Regions from separate parts of the Mus musculus genome. Here all the other regions are linked to region 2. Evidence: chromatin contacts called from public HiChIP or PLAC-seq data. All regions are on one chromosome and are shown on one strand. The core of a region is the stretch at or near the end of the contact, and the rest is flanking DNA. Distances in the headings are between cores, read along the strand shown.

Evidence for each region. HiChIP or PLAC-seq counts read pairs in DNA pulled down with a chosen protein or histone mark.
Region 1: an H3K27ac HiChIP or PLAC-seq map of embryonic stem cells shows a contact between it and region 2, with 10 read pairs. The contact joins two enhancer-like sites. A contact is called at or near these places in 2 of 115 datasets of contacts at active chromatin or transcription factors (both in embryonic stem cells).
Region 3: a contact with region 2 is called in an H3K27ac HiChIP or PLAC-seq map of thymic regulatory T cells, with 2.6 times the contacts expected there. The contact joins two enhancer-like sites. A contact is called at or near these places in 4 of 115 datasets of contacts at active chromatin or transcription factors (the SCID.adh cell line, embryonic forebrain, regulatory T cell precursor and 1 more).

The regions. Positions count from the first base shown.
Region 1 is chr4:6,797,605-6,802,601 of GRCm38.p6, reverse strand. All of the region lies in intron 3 of Tox (thymocyte selection-associated high mobility group box), which reads left to right. Among named protein-coding and RNA genes, the nearest start is that of Gm11802, 100 kb to the right of the region's middle. Within about 2 kb of position 2,106, at least 18 of the 459 cell types and tissues checked have an H3K27ac peak or open chromatin away from gene starts, as enhancers often do. A contact at or near this core is called in embryonic stem cells, where this site is marked.
Region 2 is chr4:6,969,102-6,973,456 of GRCm38.p6, reverse strand. All of the region lies in intron 1 of Tox (thymocyte selection-associated high mobility group box), which reads left to right. Among named protein-coding and RNA genes, the nearest start is that of Tox, 20 kb to the left of the region's middle. Within about 2 kb of position 2,781, at least 22 of the 459 cell types and tissues checked have an H3K27ac peak or open chromatin away from gene starts, as enhancers often do. A contact at or near this core is called in embryonic stem cells and thymic regulatory T cells, where this site is marked.
Region 3 is chr4:7,171,401-7,176,131 of GRCm38.p6, reverse strand. Gm33539 (a long non-coding RNA gene) reads right to left here. Exons shown (of 3, transcript XR_003955366.1): 3 at 1,108-3,196. Among named protein-coding and RNA genes, the nearest start is that of Gm33539, 7.5 kb to the right of the region's middle. Within about 2 kb of position 3,156, at least 5 of the 459 cell types and tissues checked have an H3K27ac peak or open chromatin away from gene starts, as enhancers often do. A contact at or near this core is called in thymic regulatory T cells, where this site is marked.

The sequences.
Region 1 (4,997 bases), core at 857-3,356, 170 kb after region 2:
GACTCTAAAGGAAATTAAGAGATACTTTTATGACAAAAATTCAAATTAGTAAGTTTTAATGAGATCTAGTAGATTGGCAAATGGTTTTCATGAATACCTACAAAACAGAAAGTCAGAAAAATATCTAGAGTCTTTTCCTTGATATTCTTACTAACCCTGGGAATTGTTATGGAGAATAATGCTGATTGGGTGGTGAAGTATTCATTTTGGAGTTATTAGACATATTGAATGCACAGGCTGAAACCTCTGCTAAGTCACCTTATTTCCTGATCCAAATACAGTCTAATTGATATTCATTGTGGTTACAATACCAATAGATATCATTTCTGGTTACAGTACTAATAAAAGTCCTTTCTTGTTACAATACTGTGTTTATTGATAACAACATTGTTTTTGGAAATTTATCATAGACATTCACAAAATAAGTGTTTGTGACATTTGAGTCCTATCCATTTGCAGCATGGTTCCTGTGTCAACGCTGTATTTCTTTGTGGACTTTTACACGGCTTTATTTTTATTTCATGCTTCATATCAATAGACCAGTAGTGGAATTTCTAAAATTGACCAGTTTAAATCAAATAAATGATAAATAAATTTTGATTTAAAAGCATCGCTAATGTCACACATTGAGAAGGCTGGATCCGGACTGCATCTGCATTGTCAATTCTGTGTGCTGAGGCTTCTCAATGCACACCGCCGCCTGGCCCTGTTTCTTTTCTAAGGCCCTGTCTGTACACTCAGCAGGATGTATGCTCAGCAATGATTAGACACTTAACTTAATCAATCGGCTCCTACGTCACCCATCCATGAGTCACAGATGAGTCTCTAGAAGGATCTGTACAATCTTATCTCAAAGGCATGACTAATGAGTTAAGACGATCTCATGCTTTTTAAACTAGGCAATGCTTTCAGACTTAATAAACTTATATTGAATTCTTTTTATGTTCCCAGAACTATTAGAGAAACTAAAATGTAAGGACAGGGATAGATGCTCAGTAAGTAAAGCACTTATCACATAAGCATGGGACCTGAGTCTAGATCCCAAACACCCATGTTAAGGCTATCCGGGTCAATGTGTATCTATAATCCTAGTACTGGAGGGGTGGGGATTCTTGATCTTTCCTCACCAGCAAGTCCAGCTGAATCAGTGAGCTCCAAGTTCAGTAAGAATCTCTGTCTCAAAAATTAAGGAGAGAATGATTGAGGAAGACATGGGATAAACACCAGTGATCAACCTCTGGCCTCTTGCCGAGTGTGCATATTCTCAAATAGCTCTCACAGAGATGTTACATAACTTAATACCTAGGCTGGAATTCTTGACTTTAGCACAATTGACATTTGGGAATGAATAATGCTTTGAGCTTGAAACATTCTCATTCATAGAGGATGAAGCAAATAGTCTTGGCTTTGTAAGTTCTTTGCTACAGTGCTGACCTTAACCCATCAAACTTACTCCATAATGATGAAAATAAGGAACACTGGAGACTCTGTGAAAGGACTTTGGGGGGTGGGGGTAAAAATACATATGAATGGAAACAACTTTTCTGTGTAGAACATTTCAGTTCATGTGTGATGAAGAGTAGTTAGAGGTATGCACAGGTTGTCTTTCAAAGGTATTTTCAGAAACACATCCGACTTCTTACTTACTTTAGTTAGAATCAAATTATGAGCTTCACAATTTAGTCACTGTTCTATTGCTGTAAAGAGACACCATGGCCAAGACAACTCTTTCAGAAAAAGCATTTTAACTGGGTCTTGCTTACAGTTTCAGAGGTTTCGTCCATTATCATCATCTCAGGAATCATGGCTGCAGACAAGGTGCTGGAAAAATTGTTGAACCCTATATCCTGATCTGTGAAACAGACTACAGAGAGGAAGAGAGAAAGAGATGAGGGGAGATTGGGCCTAGAATGGGCTTTTGAATCTTTAAAACCTACCCACCCACCAGTGACATACTTCCTCCAAAAGGCCACACCTTCCAATCCTTTCAAATAGTGCCACTCCCTGATGACTAAGCTTACAAATATATGAGCCTCGGGGGACCATTCTTATTCAAACCACTACAGCTCACTAAGAAAAGATTCACAGCCCAGCCCACTGAATCACTTCCTGAAGATGGTCAAGATTGCCTCAGATCACATAGTTAGCAGAGACAGGGCTAGCCCCACACCTCCTAACACTCTCTGGGTTCTTTCTGTCATATCTCATTGCTTCTGGATAAAAGAGGGATTGGTATTGACAGCACAGTACTTAGGACACAACCTGCCCCCCTTTTCTATAGGTATCCATTTTGACAATCAGTACTTCTGGCAGTTTGCATGGCTTAGTCAACAGCAGAGTGAAGTCAGGTGGACCTCCTGCCACTATGCTTCTTCCAGACCACTGAGCACACTCTCACCTCACTGCCTTATTTCCTATCACTGGAATAACTAGGATGTGATTTATTTTTTTTCTTGAAAAGTGACTAAGTAAAAACTGACTTTGAGCCAGCAGTTCCTAAATTCTAAATTAAATAAAGCCAATGTGTATTTGGTGTGTATACTGTGTGTATAATCAATAAATAAATATTTCTTGCATTTGGAGTAGAGCTTTGTAAAATGCCCTTGTAATTTCAAGTATTGAATATTTGATTTTTACAATAAAAATACATAACAGTCTATATCTGTAGTAAGAGTGCACATTTGTAGTAAGAAGAAGCTATGATACTCTTGTGACTTCTTCGCATGAGTAGTGTGCAAAATGTATACTGAGGAAGTGATACATAAACAAGTCACCTCAAGAGTAAACAATTAGAAGGTGGCTAAACAGTACTCTCCTCTTGTAGAACATTTTAATCCCAAGCCAAGGTTACTACTCGGCCTTGATCATACAGTTCCCGCATAAAAGATACACACACCCTTTGTATTTACAATAAACCTTAAACAGCACAAAAACTTGGCACATAGCTACCCTCTATACTATTAAAATCTATTTTCCTATAGGTAATCATGAGTTATTGTTTGTTACTTATTATATTTGAACTTCATCTGCTAGTCGGAGTGGGGGTTAGAGGGGTGAGGGTGGGAGGGGTGCAGGAATGGACAGTTTCTGATGATAGAGATGTGATTAGAATTGTAACGTTTACCATTGTCTTCTTGTGGATTTGCATGTGAATATTAGCTCTGATAGAAGATCAAAGAATGACTGAAGTGAGAAGCTATACATTAATTAATAATAGGTCAGAAGGTTATCACAGCCACACATGCCAGAGTGCAAGAGAGAAGCTGTGCTCATTTAGTACAAAAATGACTGTAGTGTAGAGAAAGGAAGCCACAGGTCCCTCTGTCATTTACCTATTGGATCTAGGAGCATCCATTTCCTCAGGAGCCATGGCAGTTTCAGCATCAGCATCATCTGGAGCCCTACTCCAAGTAAACGTGTGAGCCCTGGTGATTGGCTACACACCCAGATTTAAGGATCATAGTTCAAGAGTGAGTTACAGTAAATACAAGCTATCTGTGCTTCATTGCCAGATAAAATATAACTCACACCATACATAATCAAACTGTCCTTTACAAAGGAAAGGAAAGATAAGTTACTATTATTGTTCTAGAAAAAAGGCTTGTAGGCAGCATATGATCTAGTTATGTTTTAAGATATAACATAATCATGACAGGTGGAAAGAATTATATATATATGCCTACAAGATGAGCCAGTTTGTGCAAAAGATAATTTTAATCCATTACTGAAATTTTTAAAAAAACGTGTCTTTGGATTCAATATATAAATTCATTAAATTCACAAATTAGAATGGAATACACAGGAAACAAACACCATAAAATTCTATAACCAGAAAAAAAGTGAAGAAAGCATTTAACTGCATTTCAACGTTATTTTCTAGAGCATGAAAACCCCATTTTCATTTCAATAGAAGCCTGGAGTCATGGCAGCACAGGATGCTGCACTGAAAAGTAATTGAGTTTTATGTGTATTTTTTCCATATTCTGCTAGAGATGATTCTGTTATCCTATACTGAAGTCCAAAATGATTCAAATCTCAGCCTCCGTGTATCATCTAATCAACTCTGAACAATACAGAATTCTCAGCAGAGGCTCATCTATAACTGAATACTTAATTATGTGGTTCATTTCTTAAACTTAAACATGGCATTAACAGTATATTTAGTTTGAAAAGTATATATGCATACATGTATTTGTAGCACGTGAAATAATATAAAACTGAAACCCTTTTTAATGCAGAACCGGCTGCTCTAATGCTACTGAGCTTCCATTCTCCTTCAAGTATGATCATTGAGGAGTTTGCCGCTTTGTAGCTATGGACCTAGTATTAAAGTCAATGACCTCCCTTGTCCCAAACTGAGTGTTGCTCACCTAAAACAGCCTCACTCAACCTTCTCAAGGAAACTGTTTAAAATAGTTCACCCATAGTAAGCCGTAGAGTCATCTCCCCCAAAGACTTTGCGAGATATCTAAGAGAGTATCACTTAGAAATTCTGACAGCGAAAGCTAAAATGACTTCAAAATACAACGCATGAAGGTATATTTCTATAGATCAAAAGAAAAGAGGCAGCGGGTAGACTATAGGGATGCTTTTAGGAAGAGCGCTTTCCTTGAGTACTTGCGTTGCAGGTTCTGGTGGTCCTAAACAGAATCATTCCATGTGCAACAGTTCATTGATCTCCTTGGTAAGCAATAGCAAGGCTTAGAACAATGGCTTCAGGTTAGAACAAAGGTCTCCTGTAGAGGGTGGAGACAACTTACGTTAAACAATGCAAATAAGTTTTCTGCAAGGCTCAATTCTCCATGCTTAGAATTTCTAGGGTTTGGTAGTTAAGGATAGAATGGTCTCTTTAAAAAGTGATTGTGACATGTATTTTGGAAAATCAAACTATACTCTTTAATTAACTTTCTTGAAAAGTTCAGGATTATATTTCAGAAAGAAAAGGAAATGAAATCAGTTCCTGGGTAATTTATTTTGTAGCAATGTGTTGCAGCCAG
Region 2 (4,355 bases), core at 1,532-4,031:
GAGGAGAAAAAGAAGAAAAAATATTCCACCCCAGGTCTTTAAATGGAAGCTGAAACGCCATAGATTCTAATATGAAATACACTTACATTAATAACAGAAATGTTAACCTTTCTTTTATATTACAGAGATGTATTTGCATATTTTGTTGTTGTTAGTGAAATTAAATTAAAAACCTAACAGCTGAAAAGATCCAGTCCTTAGGGTCTTTCAGAACCTTCCACACGGAGGTTTGGCTGGCTCTAAGCCATGTGGTACAGTCATGTTCCCTTCAATGGAGTTTTCTCTTCACCATTTTGTTTCCCTGCTAAACTCTTCTCATGTTAGAACACCTAACATGTCAAAGCATCATCCAGAAAGTATCACATTGAAACTGTAAATAATGGGAAGTTACTAGAATGTAGTCAACTTACATGATTTCGTACTAACTAATATCAACATTAAGTTATTTGTAAAATGAAAAATCATTGAGCCAGATGTGAGTCCTCTAGATGTGCATGGTCTTGCAAGTCTAGAACGTCAAAATGTCCAGAAATATGCAGACAATTGATTGAGACCATCAGGGATTTTTTTCCAGAGGGCTTAACCATATGAACAACATCATTCTTCAAACAACACAATCATGGATTGATGTGATTCCAGGCCATTTGCTGTCTCTTTGGCATATCCCTGTATCTTTCTGACTGGTGATTACAATACACCAGATCACCAAACTACCCCATTTGTATCCTGATGTGGTTGAATGATGACGATAGAATCTTAAGGCCCAAGTACCAATGATAGATAGGACTTTAAAAAATCTGAGCAAGCTACTTAATTCTCATCTTCTTTTTCTCTAAACCATCAAGCTTGACCACTTCAGGATTATCTTACAAAAGGGATAAGGGAATGTATGGCTTTGTTACAGAGTAAGTTCCAGTGCTAAGATGTCTTGACAGTAAAAGCAACCAGTGTTGTGTCTATGATAGACACAAAATTTAAGCATTGAACCTTGTCACGTAGTCCATATTATAAGGGGAGGGACTACATCACTTCTGCTGTACTTGGTGCTATCAGCAACATGCATAGCAAAGCAGGTTTCTAAGGCACAGCCTATGCTGACAGTGATCTCCACTCGTTCCTTCATAGCATTGCTAAGAGAAACTGCACTGTTTGGGATTGGGATGTACCCAAACCATGTGTGACTAAAGGCAACTTGAGTTTATTGAAGTGACAAGTGTTTCCTTAATGTATCATTGTAGTAAGAGGCCAGATTATGAGTTATAAGTTGGAAGAACAACTTGAGAATCAGAAAGCCTGAATGCTGCTGGAGGAGAGGAGTTGGAAGGACTCAATTTTACAAAGCTTGAGAACAGGCCAACAACAGATTTCCACTCCACTGGTAGATTTATGGATATCATTGCTAGGGTTCTTCTGTTGCTATCACAAACCCCAGCAATTCTGACTCAGTGATAAGTGAGGACTATGCAAACTTACAAATTCACTGCCCACCTATCAACTCAGGCTGTTCCTTTCAAAAGCAATAGCTATTAGGATTCCGAGAGGTAGGGTTCCTGACTTTAACAAGTTCTTGATTTGGGAACAAAAAAGTCGTTCGAAAAATAAGAAAATACAGAGAGAAAAACATAAAAAAAAATAGGTCTTACTTTAGATATTCAGTAAGTTCTTCAGCATTTTGTTTCCCACATACAAGTGAGTATTCTAGAGATTCATTTTTAGTAAGTTTTTTAAGTGTCAGAAGATAGAGAAAGGAACCTTGCATGGCTTCCTGGGTCCTTTCTTACTGTTCAAGTTGATGACTCCTTTCCTTAGGTGCTCATGGGGCCATATTTTTGGATGTTTTATCTCATCTGTCCATTTCACTCTGGTTCACTCTGGTTCATTCTGCCTCCCACACTTCTTACCTTAGCAGCATCAAGGTTCTGTCTCCTTCCCCTGACTAAGGAATGGCAAGTCTCTGTTGAAGCAAAGACACATGATTTATTTTGACCAAAATTTAGAAATATCTTCGTGAAGGAAGATGAATATGCTTTGGCAAACCGGTTTGGCAGCCACCAATTTAGACATCACTAAAGAAACATTTGTGTATAAGACACAAGGAGAGAATAATTATTAGTTATAATACTTTATTTATATAAAATATATAATTTATTATAATAATTACTTATAATAATACAAAATTATTATTGTCACATATTCACAAACCATCAGGTTTACATAGTCTACAACTTTGAAAGTAGCTGATTTCTAATCCCCCAAGAAAACATGGGAGATTTCTTTACCATCCTGTATAAACCATTTGATCCGGAATGCTTGGACTTGTTACATAAACATAAGCATCGTATCCTATCAATGGTGGCTGTAAATTACTTGTGTGTAATCTTTTGAATTGAGATGATACTCTAATTTTCTATCAAATCTGGTATAGGCAATAACATATATAAGAAAAGAAAGAAAGCAAGCATAAAGGAGTCTAATGCATCCGGGAAATTTCTGAGCCAGTTTGTGTGAGACACCCTGCTTGGATACAGGGCTGGAGAGAATGGGAGGAAAAGGGCTTCTTCACCTGGCACTGACTGGCTGTGTTTTCTCAGCAGTAGTTACCCTGAGGTATTCTAAGAGCTGCAAGGTGACAGAAGAGACTTAGCCTTGTGTACCTCTGCACCTCTAGTAACCTTTTGTTTTCTCCAAAATTGCCGGAAATGATCTTTCAACCATAGTCTGTAAGGCAGGACTCACAACAGCTTTGTTGTGGATTTCTGGGTTGAGTTTCAGGCTCTTAACTACTTATAGACTCACAATTGATGTGTGTCACAAGGTTTAAAGAGCGGCTTCTAAGATATTACAGTGCAATTGTTGATAAAGGGAACTTTTATTGTTGATAAAAGGAACCGCCTTTCGCCTTGGAGATGAGATAGACCTGTCTGTACGAGTCACTTGTCACTTTCAGCTTTGATTTGAGGTTAGTCAGAGGTAAACTTCCACAGTCTAGATGAGCAGATACCTACTAAAGTATGTCAGAAATGGAGTCCATGCTGTTCAAATGGCTGGTGATATTACTGGACATGCTAATGGGTGTTTAAAATAAACTAATTATAGTCATTTTATGTTAGTCTGTTTTACCAGGTGATAATAAGAGTGTGAAAGAGACATCACCATTAAACTTGTAATTTTATTAGTAACTTGATAATTAACAATTATCCTTTAATTGGCAATGTCCCATTACAATTTTCAATGCAAGTATTTGCAATGTCAAGTTCTGCCATGGAGCAGGGTGGAGAAAGGGATACAACAGAGGAAGCTGAGGCTGTTTGTAGTTCAGAGACATAGTTAAATCAATCGCGTGACCAGTGCTTGAGGAATGAATCCATCCTAAGGGAGATCACCACACAGGACCTTCAGCAGCCAGCTCCATGCATTCCTGTAACTGAGGTGAGGAGAGTTCCTGCCAGGACATTCAAGACACAGGCCAGCAGGCCAGCAGGCCAGCAGGCCAGCAGAACAGTTAGGATGTCAAGGACACTCAAGTTATTTCATCTTATAGGAGCCTTGTTTTCTAATAATGTGCTTCATTTTTATTATTATCAATGTAGTTATTTTGTGGACTATTTCCCTTAGTCAGGGTTACTATGACCATGATGAAACCCCGTGACCAAAAGCAAATTGGAGAAGAAACAGTTAAATTGGCTTATGCATTCACATCAAAGGTACTTAAAACAGGAACTAAAACAGGGCAGGAACATAGATGCAGGAGCTGATGCAGAGGTCGTAGAGGGGTGTTTGTTACTCACTAACTTGTTCCTCTTGGCCTACTCAGCCTGCTTTCTTATAGAACCCAGGATGAGCAGCCCAGAGCTGTACCACCCACAATGGACTGCGCCTTCTCATATCAATTACTAATTAACAAAATATTCTACAGGCTTGCCATCAGCCTGATATGGAAGTATTTTCTCAAAGATCTCTCCTCTATGATGACTCTAGCTTGTGTCAAGTTGACATAAAATTAGCTATCTCAGTAATCTTGGAATAATTAAATATCTATACGATTAATGTTAACCATGTTTTATACGTGATTTTTCGAATGCTCTGGAATGTGGTTAAACTATACTGATCTCAAACTATCTATCTATCTATCTATCTATCTATCTATCTATCTATCTATCTATCTACCTATCTAGTTTCAGAAAGCTACCATGTACAGCAACAATAACAGATACTTTATAAGGAAGTATTTTCTCCTGGGTGATATTTTGGGGTCAAATTATACCCTAAAATTATTACCTCTATCATTTAATTCAACACAAAGTAATGCAGCCAGGGAAGGTTCTTTCCCTCAGTTGAAAAAAGAAATTTGTAGA
Region 3 (4,731 bases), core at 1,907-4,406, 200 kb before region 2:
GCTACAGGACAACTGAAGTTGTTTGCTGCCATACCAGACACAGCAGCTTCTAACAACTTGCACTATATCTTCCCTCAACCATTTTCATCCAAACCCAAGGGATGCATTTATTCTGGCATCCTAATAGAGGGACTTTATGCCCAGGACCATGTCATGATTGCTGTAAATAAAATATTTTGTGATGAAGTCTGCAGTGATTGGTGGAACTATCTCTTCACTGAATAGTCGTGCTGCTCAGGTCAATTTGTGATCCTGCTGGGAGGACTTCTTCTCAGTCGGCTCCTCCAGCACGGCAATATTAGGCTCAATAAAATGCTTCCCTCACGCATCCATATCATCTTGGTTTTGATAACTATTATTAGAAGCAGGTTGAGCTGATACCATGAAGACAGATGAAATAGTGGTTTGTCAGTGGACCAGTAACAGGCACTAAAGCGACTGGCAGTGTGGCTACAGAAGAAGTGGAACTAGAGAGTGCACACTCTGACAGCTGCAGAAATGCAGGAGGTGAGACCAGCCTTATCTTAGAAGACAGTGCTAGCAACACAGGAGAGGCAGGAGGGAGAGGGGCAAGGGCTGTAGTAGTAGAAACAGTGGCTATAACATGGGTGAAAAGACTAAGAGCCTCAGGTGAACTATAACCTTAACTGGTGGCGAGGACTGCAGAATCTTGTCTTCCAAGGTCTGAACAAAAGTTGGAGCAGCCATCATCGTAGGATTAAAGAGCCTTCCCCATCCTCAGCCCTATTCCACACCTAAAACCTGAGCCTCTTCCTGGTGTTCCCAGCAGCCTCTGCTGCTCAGAGCTATCAAGCCAGAGGACACAAAGACTGCCAAAGAGTGTCTGCGGAGGAGCTTCCCCTCAGCCACCCACCAGCTCTGAACACGCTAAGGAACGGGACCTGCTGACTGCTAGGTGGCAATGTCTAGAGTTAACGAGCAAACTTGGTGCTCACAGGGCTCCTTCATCTGCTGTGACAGAAACAATGACAGAAAACGAAGCAAGCAGCCACGGGACTCTACAGAGCACCTGTTTTTCTCGTGCTCTACGCACTTTCCTATCAGTAGGTACTCTTGAGCAAACAGGACAAAGTTAGAGGCAGCACATACAGTGACTTTAAAACATTTTATTTAGATATTATCATCAAAGCAACTGGTATAATAATTTTCTTAAAATGTCACATTGACTAATAAAACAGAAAGAAAAGCTCAGAAGTAATGAACAGTCATTCAAACACTATCATAACAGAGCATCAAAATGGGAAAAAAGAAAAAAAAAACATACCAAGAAAATGACAATGTAATTAGTTGAAATGCTAAAACATTTTGTTCTTCTCCCATTTTTCTTTACAATACTTAATTTTTATCTATAGGTAAGGCACCACTTGAATTTTCCTGTTGGCTCCTTAAATGATATTTTATTGCATGAAGCATAGGATAAAATGAATAGTAGAATAAAACTGCTGTGTATATAAGCTGAGAAAAATCATACCAAAATTTCCTTGAAATTTTTGAATCTTAATGTCATCTGTCTTAATATTTATTCACCACCATTTCCCTCCTGGTCAATAGAAGCCTCCCTCATATAAAATTAAACATAGCTTACTGCGTGTTACTTATCTTCTGCTTGGTATGTAATGGAGCCTTTAACCTATGCCTCCTTATAATAATAGAAAAAAATCACTTGAGGGGAAACATGCTTTTTAAAAACTATTCTAATGCATATTTAGAAACTAAATACTCCAAAAATAAAAACAGTGCATTCTCATAATGTAACTATGCTGGGTACTGGGAAATACACAGAACATTTTTGATCATAAGTAAAAAATCCAGTGGCATTCAGATTAAATAATTTACAGGAAAAGAAAGATAAAAATGAAGCAGGTCTTAGTTGGGAAAACATAGATGCTCTGTGCTAAAAAATAAAATAAAATAAAATAAAATAAAATAAAATAAAATAAAATATAAGCACTAATACAAACTCAAATTCAAGGACTGAGAGAATGCAGAAAATAAAAAATTTGAATACTTGCATAGAGGAGGTAGTCAGGTTTTTTTCTCTCAATTGGGAAAAAAAAAAACTTAACCCAAAAAGCTTTACCAAAAACAAATTCATTTCAACAAATAGAATTAATGGAAACATTTTGCTTATGCCACCAAAGGTAAGCTAAGTTTATTAATCAACAGTCTTCATATGAAAAAAAAACACACAGCACTATTTTATCTGAAATGCTCTCATTTTGAGGAGCATGGGGGTTTTACTCCTTCTGGATTCCCATTTGGGTGCCTCTTATTTTGAAGGCAATAAATTAGCAGTTTTAGCAGAAACCATTTTGTTATTTTATGAAAACACTATCTTATAGATAATGCAAACCAATTAAACTGCATGCAAAGATTTCTGACATGATTAATTATGCTTGCCTACATTAGTCAGTTAGCACCTTAAATTCTTAACCCAGCACCACCACCATCCTCCCTGTGTCAGTTTGCAACAGTGGAAACTCAGGAGGAAACTAAACACCAGATTGATTGTTGGCCATGCAAATTTGAACCAATGAAAAATATCAAATATTAAAAATATTATAGTTCACTTGCTTTGATGGGCCTTATTGGTGGGCCCATCTTTACAAGAAAAGCAGTATATTTATGCACATCTTCAGAAAGATTCATGACAGCAGGAGGATGGAGCATCTAGGACTCTTCTTTAAGAGGAGTGAAGAAATCAAGTCTGTTTATCAGACAGTAATTTCGTAATGATGAGAGTGGAATCTCTGGTTGTCATGCTATCTTAGACATATGTCAAATGACTCCAAGTTGTCATTCCAGATACCATTGTGTTTATTTATTTAATATGAAATTGGATGATTTTTTTACTGGACAATATCTCTTCACACGCAGAGAATTTCCATTGAAGTGAAGAACCCTTCTGTTTACCATTTGAGTTTATCATCACTCTGCTTATCATAATGAAGTCAATGGGAGCTCTGTGCATCCACGAAGAAGGCAGCCAGCAAAATCAAGCCCTAAATATTAGAAATCTGGAGAGAAGCCAAAGATGAACTGGCACGAAAATGGATTTACCATCTTGCCTTTACAGCTGGTCTCTTCAAATAGAATGAGAGACTTCCAGAAGATACGTTGCACAAATGGTACCACTGGGCAAGCATAAGATGAGAGTTATACAGCTGTCAGTCTGCTGGTGGGGCAAGGGGAACAACTTTATCAACATTTTATGAAGGTAGTTAATGTATGGGAAAAGCAAAGTACATTAACGTTATAAAAAATAAAACTAGAAATGAGCATCTTGTGGGGGGAAAGGATAGGTTCAGTAAACTCTAAAGGAAATGGGCTAGAGAGATGATCTTAGCCACATTGCATCACAGGGCTCCTCTGGCTCACCCACACCCACCACAAACACTCATTTTCTGAAGGGCAAGATTGTCTCAAGGTCTTATCGGCACTAACTGTATTATCAAGGCATAGAGAATACAATCAGATCTCTCCCCTTCGTGATGTAGATGTTGTCTTTTTTAAAGCAAGCTTGATTATATTCTGAATAGGTCAGTCTGTGTGCCTGACATTTCTCCTCAGTTTCCTGTGACCTTTTAATAAGAATGACTTGGTTTTGAACTGCAGAAAACTGTCCCTTTTCAATCAGTGACTATGAAGAGCACAGTTTGAACATATCACATTTTCTGTAGCAACTCATTATACACACAACAAAGTCAACGGAACTTTTCCTCAAAAAACATGGGTCCTATTTGGCTTTAATTTTATCTTTTTCTTCTGCTCACTCACCTACATTTTGTAAATATTTAACCAAATGCGCAGTCACATTTGCTCAGGAAAAGTAACAAATTAATATAGTATCTGTGAAGCAAGTCTGACTCGTATAATGTATGCTTAAACAGATGTCATCATTGAATAGGATTGTAGAGAATTATTAACATGGACCTCCTGTGGTTATAGAAAGACAATTATCAACAGGAATCTAGTTTCAGGAACTAAGAAACGGGCTTCTCTATTAGTTTTCAGTGACAGGACATTCAACTTTGAAGATCACCAGGGCTCAGATAAACATGAGGATAGCCTTGGGCCACCTGTGAAATTCTACTTAAGTGTAATGCTTTAGGGGCTAGCCTACATGTCAGAAAGAGTCATAATAAGTTCCCAGCAGAACCACCATAGAGATAAAAGGTCACTTCTTTAACTACATCCACTTGTGCTAGAGTTTATGACTACAATGGATCCTGGTTTCCTGATGTAAAGTATCCATGACTAATTGAGCACAGGAATGGCTTAGGCACCTAGAGTGGACTTACCTGAGAACAGTGGTCATAAAGCCATCTCTGGGATACTGAAACAGGAAGTAAACCATAGGTATTTATTTAAACTTAGGGTAGTAAGATTATATGTTAGGCTCTGAATAGTAGACCAAGGAGCCTGAATGAATAGTCCTGCCACTGAAAATCTGAGTGGAGAGGCAAGTCAGCAAGGGGAAGAGGTTCTACTAAGAACATATTGGCAAGTCAAGGTACATAAAACAGAGAATAATTAAAATGGCCTGATAGAGAACATGACCTAGATCAGGAAAAGGCAAACTTTTTTTCATAAATTTTAAGAAACTAAACACATGGGTTCTATACATTATAGTTGGTGTGTGTGTGTGTGTGTGTGTGTGTGTGTATGTGTGTGTGAATTCAGGTAGACACATGCTATTTGTGCACCTGT